Linked DNA regions of Ovis aries: region 1 is linked to region 2. Evidence: chromatin contacts called from public Hi-C data. All regions are on one chromosome and are shown on one strand. Each heading gives the region's core, a stretch centred on a gene start, on an enhancer-like site or on the middle of the called end of the contact. The rest is flanking DNA. Distances are from core to core; before and after follow the strand shown.

Region 1 (6,718 bases), core at 4,075-6,574, 68 kb after region 2:
ATTTATTCTGTCACAGTGCTGATGTAGTCTACAAGTTTCTCTTCATGATTAAAAAGATTTAACTTAATTTACTTTCAGTAATTTGATTCACATTTTGGTAAGCTAGACTTTTGTCATCTCGCTAATTTTAAAGGAGTATTTATGAATGTTTCATTACCCAAAACACTGCTTAAGTGAATAAAACTGAATGGATAGGGCTTGCCACTCCATGTCTTTTATTTATTTGGAATACAATTGTTTTACAATGTTGTGTTAGTTTCTACTGTATAATAAAGTGAATCAGCTATGTACATATATCCCCTTCCTCCTGACTCACCCTCCCACCTTCCCATCCCACCATCTAGATCATCACAGAATACTGAGCTGGCTCTCTGTTTTATACAGCAGCTTCCAACCAGCTGTCCATTTTACACATGGTAATGTATGTTTGTTTTTGTTCAGTTGCTTTACCCTGTCCAACTCTTTGCAACCCCATGAACTGCAGCACACCAGGTTTCACTGTGTTTCACCTTCTCCCAGAGCTTGCTCAAACTCATGCCCATCAAGTCAGTGATGCCATTCAACCATCTCAGCCACTGGCGTCCCCTTCTTCTCCTGCCTTTAATCTTTCCCAGCATCAGGGTCTTCTCAATGAGTCAGCTCTTAGCATCAGGTGAACAAAGTACTGGATCTTCAGCCTCAACATCAGTCCTTCCAATGAAAATTCAGGACTGATTTCCATTAGGATTGACAGGTTTAATCTCCTTGCAGTCCAAGGAACTCTTAAAAGCCTTCTCCATCACCACAGTTTAAAAGCATCAATTCTTGGGCTCTCAGCCTTCTTTATGGTCAAACTGTCACATGCATACATGACTGCTGGAAAAACCATTGCTTTGACTATACAGACCTTTGTTAGCAAAGTAATGCATCTTCTTTTTAACATGCTGTCTAGGTTGGTCATAGATTTTCTTCCAAGGAGCAAGTGTCTTTTAATTTCATGGCTGCAGTCATCATCTGGAGTAATTTTGGAGCTCAAAAAAATAAAGTCTGTCACAATTTCCACTGTTTCCCCATCTATTTGCCATGAAGTGATGGGAGCAGATGCCATGATCTTGGATTTTGAATGTTGAGTTTTAAGAGGCTCTTTAGTTTCTCTTCGCTTTCTGCCACAAGGCTAGAGTCATCTGTGTATCTGAGGTTATTGATATTTCTCCCAGCAATCTTGATTCCAGCTTGTAAGTCATCCAGCCTGGTATTTCACATGATGTTATTTGCATATAAGTTAAATAAGCAGGGTGACAATATACAGCCTTGGTGTATTCTTTTCCTAAATTGGAACCAGTCTATTGTTCCATAGTCTTGTTCTAACTGTTGCTTCTTGACCTGCATACAGGTTTCTCAGGAGGCTGATAAGGTGGTCTGGTATTTCCATCTCTTTGAGAATTTCCCACAGTTTGCTGTGATCCACACAGTCCAAGGCTTTAGTGTAGTCAATGAAGCAGAAATAGATGTTTTTCTGAACCTCTCTTGCTTTTTCTATGATTAAATGGAAGTTGTCAATTTGATCTCTGGTTCCTCTGCTTTTTCTAAATCCAGCTTGAACATCTGGAAGTTTTAGTTCTTGGTTCATGTACTGTTGAAGCCTAGCTTGGAGAATTTTGAGTATTACTTTGCTAGCATGGGGAATGAGTGCACTTTTGCAATAGTTTGAACATTCTTTGGCATTGCCTTTCTTTGGAATTGGAATGAAAAGACATTTTTCAGTCCTGTAGCCACTGCTGAGTTTTCCAAACTTGCTGGCTTGAGTGCAGCACTTTAATGTATATATGTCCATCCTAATCTCCCAATTTGTTTCACCATCCCCTTTCCCTCCCCTGTGCCCACATATCTGGTCTTTCCACCTGTGTCTTTATTCCCACCGTGGAAATAAATTCATCTGTACCATTTTCCTAGTTTCCACATATATGTGTTAACATTTGGTATTTGTTTTTCTCTTTCTGACTACTTCACTCTCTATAATAGACTGTAGGTTTAATAATGATCTCATTTTGTTATTTTTTATGGCTGAATGATATTCCATTGCATATAGGTACTGCATATTCTTTATACATTCCTCTGTTGGACTTTTAGGTTTTTCCCATATCCTGGTTATTGTAAATAGTGCTGCAGTGAGCATTGGGGTGCATATGCCATTTTGAATTATGGTTTTCTTAAGGTATATGCCCAGTAATGGGGTTTGTAGGTTATTGACAGGTATATCTCTCTTCTTCCTAGAATTCTATAGCTGATCAGCTCCTTTTTGACAATTCCTCAGCACTTATGTCTGTAATAAAGGCAAAGTCTGCAATGATGAATGAGGCAGAGTTGTGGCAGATTTTCTACCTGTCATGTTGTTGTGAATGATAATTTTTCTGTGTCATGGGAAAGATCCCAGTGCTAGAGCTGACAGTGCCTAATCCATATGTAGAAATACAGAAAATATCAAAAGTAGGTAATTAAATCAGTAAATGTATAGTACTGTTACACATTTTATAGTGATCGTGGTACTGTGCCTGTGTATAAATATATGGACAAGATAAAGCATTGAATAATTGATTACTGTATTAATAAGGTATTTATGTAACAAGCAACCACAGATTCTTTGTTGCAGACAACTACAATCAATGTTTCTAGCTCTCATCTGTTGGTTGCTGGAGTTTAGCTGATTTAGGCTTGACTCAGCTAGGCCTTACTTCAAGTCCACTCCCAGGGCTTTCCTGATAGCTGAGCTGGTAAAGAGTCCACCTACAATGCAGGAGACCCTGGTTCTATTCCTGGGTCGGGATGATCTGCTGTAGAAGGGATAGGCTACCCACTCAGTCTTCTTGGGCTTCCCTTGTAGCTCAGCTGGTAAAGAATCCACCTGCAATGTGGGAGACCTGGGTTCAATCCCTGGGCTGAGAAGATCCCCTGGAGAAGGGAAAGGCTACCCACTCCAGTATTCTGGCCTGGAGAATTCTGTGGACTGTATAGTCCATGGGGTCGTAAAGAGTCGGACCCGACTGAGCAATGTTCACATGCACTCACAGCGAACCTTGACTTCAAATCCACTCCCATCCTGGCTGTGGGTTAGGCTCTGGTCTTTCCTGCATGTTTTCACTGTGGAGCCCAAGCTCCGGAGCCAAGCCCACAGACATCTAAAGAAGGCTCTTCTCAGAGTGAAAGCACAACCCACCAAACAAGTACATTTGCAGTCTCTCCTTATGTCATGTCCACGAACATTCCTTTGGCCAAAGCACATTACATGACAGATGTAACCTAGAGGGTCCAGTGAGAGGAACTGCAAAGGAAATAAACGGGGAGGGGTGAAGTACAGGAAACAATAATGCAGCCTAACACAGTTATAGTTATTGCTTTCCATAAAAAGAAAACAGTTATAAAAGACCTGGACTCTGTTGTGTGTACATGCCTTTCATGCTATATGTTTAATCTCATTAGGAGAAGAGATTCATTTTCCTGTGAAAATTAAATTGAAAACTAAAAGAATGTCATTTAGGTTTTTATACGATAGATTTATGGCATTATTACATGCTAATTCTCTGATAAGAATAGCCACCAAATGACAAACTAGTTTCACAGTTCTTGTGGAAACTTCCTGGGAATCATTCATTTTCATTCACATTTGTAATCCCAGACCAATTCAGAGATAGAATTGATTGATAATATGATGTTTTTCACTTTTCAAACTAGTCTCAGCCAGTTATGTTAGTGTCTCAGAAAATGAGATAAATAGTCAAACATTAACACCTAAGCATTGGATATTGATTCCCAGGAAATGGATTCTCAGAAGGTGAACTCATAATTCTTAAAGTATTATATGGTTAGCTGTTACAGTTAGTATATGACTAGTGTGATTGTGATTTGATTGGTAATTAAAATATTTTTAAGTGTTTCAGAGAAAAACTCTGCACATCAAATGATTTAGAAATTAAAATGAGATGTGTCCCAAGAGGTGAGTGGTTGTAATATTTAAAAATAAGGTTACCTAAATGAGCATGATTTAAGTTTCCTATTACTAGTATTAGGAAGAATTTTAATTTTCTTTGTAGGCAAAAGACACTTTCATTTGCATTTTATATGGAAGGAAAGACATTACACATAGAAAGTGTCTCTTCCTTCTATACCAGAAGTATTGGCAGGTATACTTTTATCCAGTCATAGGAAACACAATGAACTTGTGGTTGAAAGTACTAGAATTTTCTATTAAGTTATGAAATTTGTCAGAATTGCAATACATTTTCATCTGTGTCTTCTTATGAAACATGGATATAATAATGTCATTAATTTTCACTCAGATTTTCTTCAGTCATATTATTCATGGTGAAATTCATTCAATAAACTTATGTTTTTTTTAATGAGAAGGATTCAAGAAGTGACAACTTCATACCTCTTTGGTATTTGTCATTCTCCTCTTTCATAACTCATTAGCCTTAATACATAACTGTGTACTATGCTTTCATGGAATGTTTTATTAGGAAAAGAATTGTACAGGTGTGGAATAGAAAATATAAATTTTATCAAATATTTAAGAAAGGGTCATGATGTGAAAACCAAGTAACATGTCCTGAATTAATATGAAGAAGTGGCTTCACTGATCTTCTTTTCCCTGTATATGGATATATAAACATATGAAAAATATAGACCCCATACCAAGCAGTAAAGTCAGAGTACTTATGTAGGTTAGTTTTTAAAAAACTAAATTCTGAATGGCAGCTGACACTAGTACCTCTGTATTCTTGAAGTGTGGTCTGCATTCCCCATTTTGTTTGTAACACGTATTCCTAATCCCCTTTTTGTAAAACCTAGTTAATTATTAAATAGGTCAGAGTGTACACATTACTTGAAATTCTCAGATAAGTCATTTCTTAATATTTCTTTTGCATTTACTGTTTAAAAGTTAGCAGTTTTTGCTTGATTCTATAAAATTGTTCACTTTTACACTTTCTTTTTGAACTAATTGTTCCTGATTACTAATATTATAATTTTGAAGTTTGAAACACCCTGGGTCTCCCTGTCATGTACAAATTCTGTGCTCAGTGAGCTCAATATCCACATATAGCTCTGTGTTTATGAAGGCGCAGCAAAGTGAAGGTTTCAGACAATCATCTTGACAGTAAGGCCTCTGGGCTGGCTGGCCGCTATGTTTATAGGCAAACCAAGCTGGACACTGGCTTACCTACAAACAGCCTGGTAAGTCCAGAAACTCCAATGGCTTTCTGTTCTCAATTCCTGAGTCCCTGGCTGGTAGAAGTTGGATATTTAAGGGTGAGCATTAACTCTCCAGGGTCACCACACAACCATTTAATAAGTAACCAGAGACCTGGAGATGTTCATGTAGTTCTTTAAATACCCAGGTTTTGTTAAGGTGCAGTTCACTGAAGGTCATTCCACAGTTTCAAATATTTAATGTTCTTTCCCAAGTGAGTGACCTAGGTCTGGTAGACCTAGGTGGTTGATTGCTTATTTGTAGCCGGCCAGTACATAGTCAGCAAATCAAGTTGATGACTATAATAATTTGGCAGGGAAAAGCTGATCATTGGATGAAACAGAAGCTCAGAGAGTCTGAAATAAATCTAAGGTATAATATAGCAAACTCATTAGATCAGAGTATATACACACATAAGAATTTTTGAACTGAATATCTTTTGAAGGAATATCTTTCCAGCTGAATATCTTTTTGGGTAACTTTTAATTCTGATATATTTCAAATTTACAGCAAATTTGCAAGACTAAAACAAGGAACAGTTCCATATCCTTCATACATATTCAATGATGTTTTAGAATTTTTCCCACTGGTTTCATCATTCTATCTACCAAGTTACCAATCCATATATTTTTCTTCTCTGAACCATTTGGAGGTAAGGTGAAGACATAATACCTCTTGACCTCTAAATTATTCCATTTATATACATATATATATATACACACACATATATGTATATATATATTTTAAAATTACTAGAGTGTATAATTTTCAAAATCAGAAAATTTAATGATACATATCCAATTGTGTTTTTAAAATAAATTATATGATATATAGAGAAACAAGAAAATGCAAGTGAATGGCTTCAATTCTGACATTAGTTGCACTGGGGCAAATTGTTATGCTATATCACTGTGAAATAAAGTGAACTTAATTATTTAATGGTCACATACTAGGCTAAATTTCAGTTATAAACTTGCTAAATGGCCCAAAAGCTGATTAGATGAGAGTCACTTATTCAATAACTCCTTTGCTTCTCTTAGTCACCTAGAAGTTTTCTCTTTTTTCCCAATGATTTTCCAAGGAAATGATTATTGGCACGTAGTCAAGCACAGTTTTTACACTGCATTTGTAAAGCAGGTTTGAATTAAAGATCAAGGAAGGTTGACTTTGACCTTAATATCCAGCCATAACTGTTGTACCTCTTTGAAGCTGAATTTTCAGGTGAACTTCATTGCTGGTGTCCTGGAATTTGATCACCATATTGGATTTCTAATTTTAAGTATGGAATTTAGTGCAAATACAATTAAGATACAATAAAAAGTTGGCAAAATCTATCTAAAATAAAGAACATTCCTAACTTAACAGTACAACCTGTGGGAGAGTCAGTGTAGCAATATTAAGTAATACAAACTAACTTTTAGGAAATCAGATTTTTTTAAAATGTCACAAATGTATTTAGACTTTCTAATGTAGCACTATTTTAGTAGTAATAAA
Region 2 (7,629 bases), core at 270-2,769:
TTAAAAGACTGTTTCTCTCCTTCTTTGTTCATATTCTGTTTCTTGTTTTTTAAAATTAACTTTATTGAGAAATAATTTACCTACAATAAAACATGCTCATTTTAGGTGTACAGTTCTACAATTCTGTATCGTGTACACACATGATATGGAACATTTCTGTCACTCTCAGAGGTCCCCTGGTTTCCTTCCCTGTCAATCTCTGCCCACTCCTGGCCACAGGCAGCCTCCTTGTGTCAACACAGCCTGAATGCCTGTTCTGGAATCCCTCAAATAGAATTGTACTATATGTAGACTACTGTGTCCAGCTAGACTTAGAGTCTGTGTGATTTGTCTGTGTGGTTGTATGCCCATTCCTTTTTTTTTTTAATGACTGAATACTATTCCATAGTTGGACATACCACATTTTGTTTATCCACATACTTGTTGACTGACATTTGTGATTTCCAGTTCTAGGGTATGATGAAGAAAGCTAGCTATGAGCATTACTGAACAGTCTGTGTGAAGATACATTTTCATTTATCATGGGCAAATGCCTAGAAGTGGAACTTCTGGGTTTTGTAATAAGTAAATGTTTAACTTCGTAAGAAACTGTTTTTCCAAGTGGATTTACCATTTTATATTCTCTGCAGCAATGGATGAAATCTCCAGGTCCTCCTCACCCTCTCAACCATCGGTATTTTAAATCTGATCTGTTCTGAAGGGGGTATCTCTTTCTTTGTTTTAAAAGAAATAAGCCATGTTTGTTGAATGACTGCAAAAAGCATCTGTACCCCTGTGTTCCTAAATGAGCAAGTTTCTATCTGTAAGACACCTTTCTTTCTTCCGCTGTCTGTCACACGCACACACCCACACACACCCCACACACACACTCCACACACACTCACTCGGGGGCCTTCTGTCATCCTGGGAAATAAAAGCATTGTTTCTCGTAGAATGGGCTTGCTTTCTCAGAAGCACAACAACCGGATGCCGGGGCTTCAAGACTAGGGCGCTGCAAACTCTCAGGCGCAGCGAGCTTTCCCCAAAGAGCTCTCACTCCAAGCCTCTCAACTGCTCCCTTCTCTACTAATAAATAATAATTGTCTTTTCAAAGAGCTGGTGTGTGGTTAGCGCTGGAGAGCTTCAGCTCGAGAGGAACCCTGTGGGTTGCCTCTCCGCTCCCTCCCCACGGTTCCATTTTCCACCCCATTTGGACCCAGAGACATCCAGGGCTCTGGCGCCCGCTCCTCAGCCAGCCCCCGGGAACCCGGGCCCCCTGACCCCCGGCAGCGCGGGCACCGCGCCACCGGGCACCGGGCATGCTCAGAGGGCGGCGGCGCAGGCGTCGGCTGCAGTGGGGCCCGGGCGCCGGGAGGTGCCGCTGCATCTCCGCTTCCCGGCGCCTGACCCAGCGCGCAAAGTTGGGCTGGAAGCCGCCGGGGGAAGGAGGGACGGAGCGAGCGCGGCGGCGGGGAAAGGGGGCGGGAAGCGGCAGGGGAAGGAGCCGGGCGGGGGGGTGGGGGGCCGCCGGGCGTGTGTCACTCGCGCGCTCCCTCCGAGTCGGGAGGATGTGCTGAGCGCGGCGCCGGGAGGCGGCGGGGGCCGAGGAGCCGTACCCGGCGGGGGCCGAGGAGCCGTTCCCGGCGGCGGCTGGCAGCCCGAGCTGCCGCTCGGCGGCTCTCCTCCCTCCTCCGAGGCTCCACATCCCGCGTCCCGCCCGGGCATGGTCGGGCGCCTCGCCCCCGCGCGCCCCGGCTGCTGAGTCTCGCGGGAGGCGGTGCGGAGGCCGGGAGGCCGGCGAGGCCGGCGCGGAGCGGAGGCGAGCGCCCCCGGAGCCGGGCAGGAGCCCGCGCCCCGCGCCCCGTCCCTGCCGCGCGCGCCCGGGCCGCCCGGAGCCCCGATGAGCCCTGATGGCCGGGGCACAGCCTGGAGTGCACGCGCTGCAACTCAAGCCGGTGTGCGTGTCCGACAGCCTCAAGAAGGGCACCAAATTCGTCAAGTGGGAGGATGTAAGTGGGGGCGGCCGGCGGGGGCGCGGGCGGCGGGCGGCTCGCGGGGGCGGGGCGGGGGCGAGTTACGCAACGGGCGCCCGGGCCTCGGGGCGCGCGACGGCGGCGCTGGGTGCCCGCTCCTGGGCCCTTGGGTCGGCAGTTGGGCGTCCGGGCTGGGTATGACCGGCGCCCCCTGAGGGTCTGGGATCTTGGGGCCAGTGGAGCAGAAGCGCAGGAGGGGCCGGTGTTGCCGGGTGACTGGTCCTGAGAGTTTGGAAAGTGGGGAGGGTGAAGCTGGCACCCGCTGGAAATCGCTGGGATGGGGACAAGTAGCGCCCTTCTCCGCCGGCAGATGCACACCCCGCCCCCGACCGGCACCTCCTTTGGCCCCTTTGGAGAAGGAGCTGCCCCGGAGTCTGAACTGTTGAGTGGTGGCTCACCTCTTAGCGCTGTTCTAGGTGCCCACGCGGCAGAGGCAAGAGGACACGGCAGCCCAGCCGACAGGTGGCTGGTGATGCCAAACTTCAGCTCTGGGCTCCGCAGGGAAGGGCCCCGAGAAGGCTCGGAAGGACGCACCGGGGGAGGGCACAGGGGGTCACTGAGGGGTCAGCGGGGCGCGCTGGGCCTGCAGGCTACACGGGAAGGCGAGTTTCTGAGAACTGAGCTGGCTCAGTCTTCAGTTCGAAATAGACAGAACACGAGACACTCCTTCGATTTACCTTCATCTTTTGCCAGGACTGGCAAAAGCCCAGCCCCGGATCTCCAGTGACCCTGGCCCCTAGGGCTTAAAATGAATCCCCCCATTGCTTTCAAACAGTTAATAATTTTGTTGTATGCATAGGGATCTTCAGATGGAGAACAGTAAGTTCTAGATTTACGTCTTGAGTGTCATTGAAGGTGTCAGTCCTTAGATCCTTGAGCCGCTGGATCAAAGGGTAGTTAGGTCCAAATGACTAAGGCATCGCTTAAACAGGAGAAATTATAGGAGGATCTTTTCTTGTTGAAAAGATTTTCCACCTAGTAAATTATAGTCTGTTATTCTCCAGGGTATTTTTCTTTAATCTCCTTAAGACATTTTCCAGTGTCTGAAAACAATTTAAATATTCCAGGTAGAGAATCCAGTTACTTAGCAGAGCTGGTCTGTGTCTGTATTTTGGAAGTGCCAACAGGACTTAGAGGCTGAGTCCACAGCTTTCCTGAAAGCTCATACCAATTATTAAATGCTGTAGGCAACCTTTTACTATGGACTTTACACCTTTCTCCTCTGTCCTAGTCTAATGACTGGATGTTTTCTGTAAATGGAATATAGTAGAATCTAACCAATAAGTTCAGCCACAGATGAAAGGCTTTATTTGTGTCAAGGAGAAACAAAGACAATGGAGTTCAGCAACAAATAAAACAGTCTTGCCCTTCTGGAGATCCTTAGATAGAGAGCTGATGTGATGATGGGTTTAGTGAGAAAAAGAATGAAGAGTAGAAGGAAAAGAGAGAGAGAGACTTTGCAGGATAGAGAAGGATATTCCAGTATAAGCTCTGGATTTATTCACAGCCATGATTTTAAATTGCTTTTTAAGTAATGATCCGCAATGTCTTGTTTGGAAGAAAATAGGAGTGTCACTGGAAGTGACGGTCTTCCTTAGAAACGCATTTTGATACATCCAGGTAGATAATTTTTATTATGTGCATTTATGTCACATTTCTTTCTTTCTTACCTACTAATGCCAGGCCCTGGACTAGAGCCTGGTGTGATACAGAAAGCAGTAACCCTTCTGCTGACCTTTTAGCAGACCTTATAGCCTAGGTGAAGGAGAAAAAAATGTTTTCGAGAGGACCAGTGATATAGAGAGTGAGGGATGCAGGGAGAGTGTTGGAGAGCCTGCTAGTTGAATGCCGCCTGCAGACGCTAAGAAGGGCTCCCTCTGAGCATTGAACAGTGAGTTTCTGGGACGGCCCTGTAGGAGGACTGTGGGGACTAAGGAGAGGGCCTGTGGAATCTCAGAGTTTTCAAAGGCGAGAACCCAGGCTGCACCCAGGAGTCAAGTTATCTAGAATGCAATGATGTCTAGTCAAGTTGTCTAGAATGCAATTCAAGTTCCTTGTCTGGCTTTCTTGGTCTCCATGGTGATCTGTGGAGTGAGAGAACCCAGACTTTCTTAGGATGGTTTTTCCTTTCCCTAGATGTCACCCTTCTCCTCTTCCCAGTTCATATTTGTTCTTCTGGGATCAAACCAGTTTTGATTATCTGGCTAATTATATTGCATATTCATGAGACTGTGTGTTGAAGACAATGGAGAACTAGATTTTTCAGTCCATGAGTACCTTCTGATTCTTTTACCAGTCAGCTGTGTGACTTTAGCTTAGTCACTTAACCTCTCTGAATCTTCACTGTGTCTTGCACAGACTGAGAGTGCTACATTTCCTACCTGTTTCGTCTGAAAGTTGGCAGTAGCTGATAGTGTACTTCTCACACTTGAGCATACTTAAGAAGGCTCTGGGAACCAGCCTCAATTTCTGATTCAGAAGGTCTGAAATGAGTCTGGGAATCTGCGTTTTTCATAGGATTTTGAGAATAGGATCATTTCTCACCAGATCTTGAGATCTGGTGCTACTGGTTTGGGGAACCACACTTTGAAACCACTGAGATAAGATTTGTGGGAAAAACAAACAAACTTGGAAAGTATGGTAGAGAGCATAATCTTGTTGGCTTGCATATATTTCCACTGGTTTGTTGATTTCATTTTATCTCTGTGTTTGCATTTTGAGAATTCTTCCAACTGTTACCTTTGTGCCTACGCACAGAGTCGGACACGACTGAAGCGACTTAGCAGCAGCAGGAGGTAGAACAACCTCAGTAACATAATCATGGGTAATCTTTCTAGATCTTCCGGGATATTTTAGGAAAGGCCTCTGATGCCCAGGTTAAGTTAACTCACATTCATGCATTTCTTTTGAATTTCTTATAGTCAATGAAACGTTTTCAGCATTTTCATCTGCTTCTAGTGGGAGTGTTAGAAAAGGAAAGGAAGCAGAGAAGCGTTTTGAGAGGCTGTCTAGTCTGACTTCCTGCCTTTGAGCAGGGGAGGCTGCTGTATTTTTCCTTTTGGCTCTGACTTTGGGAAATGCATGCTGCCCCCTTCCCCCAAGGGTGTGCCCCATCTGCTAACAAGGAAAAGTAAATGCTGGAAATAATTTAAAATACCTCAAATATCTGACCCCACTTAAAAATTGTAAACCATCTTCTCTGATCTTTAAGAGTAAGGATGGGCAACTCAGAACAGATTTTCAATAACCCATTACAAAGTTTAATGGTACATTTGAAAATGATGCATTTGGAGCTATTTAGAATTGTGAAGAGATTCTCCCTTGTTCCTTGAGTGGCTAAAGAACCGCAGTCACCAGTCCTGCTGTCCTGACCCCCATATAGAACAGAAGATGTCACCCAGAGGTTGCAGTGCCCACATAGTCTGTTGGCTACCTACCAATGTCATGGTGAGGCTGTGGATACTTTAAGAGTGGTAGTTAAAAGGTTTGACACTGGAGTTAACCAATCACAGCAGACAGAAAGTGGGGGTGGAGCTGGAACGGGGTCCTGGAGATATCCTGTTCCCTTAGGGCCAGGTATTAACCTTTCTTTGGCCCAATCATGGGAAGGCCTGGGGGTCCCCAGTGTCTCCAGGGGCAAATGGAAATATTTCCACTTTTGAACAACTGTTCTTGTTCAGTCTCTAAGCTGTGTTCGACTCTTTGTGACCACATGGACTGCAGCATGCCAGGCTTCCCTGTCCATCATCAACTCCTAGAGCTTGCTCAAACTCATGTGCATTGAGTCAGTGACACCATCCAGCCATCTCATCCTCTGTCATCTCCTTCTCCTCCTGCCTTCAATCAGGGTCTTTTCTAAAGAGTTGGCTCTTCACATCAGGTGGCCAAAGTATTAGAGCTTCAGCTTCAGCATCAGTCCTTCCAATGAATCGTTTCATTTCAGTTCAGTCGCTCAATCATGTCTGAGTCTGTGACCCCATGGACTGCAACACTCCGTGCCTCCCTGTCCACCACCAACTTCCAGAGCTTACTCAAACTCATATCCATTGAGCCAATGATGCCATCCAACCATCTCATCCTCTGTTGTCCCCTTCTCCTACTGCCTTCAATCTTTCCCAGCATCAGGGTCTTTTCAAATGAGTCAGTTCTTTGCATCAGGTGGCCAAAGTATTGGAGTTTCAGCTTCAGCATCAGTCCTTCCGATGAATATTCAGGACTGATTTCCTTTAGGATGGACTGGTTGGATCTCATTGCAGTCCAAGGGACTCTCAAGAGTCTTCTCCAACACCACAATTCAAAAGCATCAATTCTTCGGTGCTCAGCTCTCAGTATAGTCCAACTCTCACATTCATACATGACCACTGGAAAAACCATAGCTTTGAATATATGGACCTTTGTCAGCAAAGTGATGTCACTGTCTAGGTTTGTCATAACTTTTCTTCCAAGAGCAAGCGTCTTAATTTCATGGCTCCAGTCACCATCCACAGTAATTTTGGAGCCCAAGAAAATAAAGTCTTGCACTGTTTCCATTTTTTCCCTGTCTATTTGCCATGAAATGGTGGGACCAGATGCCATGAGCTTAGTTTTTTGAATGTTGAATTTTAGGCCACCTTTTTCCACTTCCCTCTTTCACCTTCATCAAGAGGCTTTTCAGTGTCTCTTCACTTTCTACCATTAGCGTGGTATCGTCTGCATATCTGAGGTTGTTGATTTTTCTCCTGGCAATCTTTATTCCAACTTGTGATTCATCCAGCCTGTCACTTCATACGATATACTCTGCATATAAGGTGAATAAGCAGGGTGACAATATACGATCTTGACGTACTCCTTTCCCAATTTTGAAGCAGTTTGTTGTTCCATGTCCGGTTCTAACTGTTGCTTCTTAACCTGCATGCAGGTTTCTCAGGAGGCAGGGAAGGTGATCTGGTATTCCCATCTCTTAAAGAATTTTCCTCAGTTTTTTGTGATCTACACTGTCAAAGGCTTTAGCATAGTCAGTGAAGCAGAAGTAGATGTTTTTCTGGAATTCTCTTGCTTTTTCTATAATCCAATGGATGTTGGGAATTTGATCTCTGGTTCTTCTGCCTTTTAAAAATCCAGCTTGTACATCTGGAAGTTCTCAGTTCATATACTGTTGAAGACTAACTTGAAGGATTTTGAGCATTACTTTGCTAGCATGCAAAATGAGTGCAATTGTGCAGTAGTTTGAACATTATTTGGAATTGCTCTTCTTTGGGATTGGAATGAAAACTGACCCATTCCAGTCCTGAGACCACTGCTGAGTTTTCCAAATTTGCTGGCTTATTGACTGCAGCACTTTAACAGCATCACCTTTTAGGATTTTAAATAGCTTACCTGAACAACGAATAATGGGGTATAGGTATATATAGTTGAACATCAAGGCCAGGCCTTGCTGTCCAGAGCTTGGCCAGTAGATAAGGAACTAACCTACGGTGGCGACTTGTCTCATCAGTGTTTTGAAAGGATGTGCCTTGCTTTTATTTTGCATTTGTGTCTCATCAGACTCTGGTGGTAGGAGGTGTGTGTACAGGACTGGGCATTTGAGAGCGGTCTGTGGGATATGAGTGAGTTTCTCCATCACAGCTAGGGAATTTGG

Evidence for each region. A called contact is a pair of places that touch in the nucleus more often than the background predicts.
Region 1: a contact with region 2 is called in a Hi-C map of liver, with 3 times the contacts expected there. The contact joins the enhancer-like site here to the promoter of PLCB1 in region 2. A contact is called at or near these places in 2 of 16 Hi-C or Micro-C datasets (liver and mixed tissues).

What each region holds. Positions count from the first base shown.
Region 1 is chr13:810,102-816,819 of ARS-UI_Ramb_v3.0, forward strand. The region is part of intron 2 of PLCB1 (phospholipase C beta 1); the gene reads left to right. Among named protein-coding and RNA genes, the nearest start is that of PLCB1, 66 kb to the left of the region's middle. Within about 2 kb of position 5,325, at least 2 of the 54 cell types and tissues checked have an H3K27ac peak or open chromatin away from gene starts, as enhancers often do. A contact at or near this core is called in liver, where this site is marked.
Region 2 is chr13:746,201-753,829 of ARS-UI_Ramb_v3.0, forward strand. PLCB1 (phospholipase C beta 1) reads left to right here and starts at 1,520. Exons shown (of 32, transcript XM_042230393.1): 1 at 1,520-1,988. The coding sequence starts at 1,890.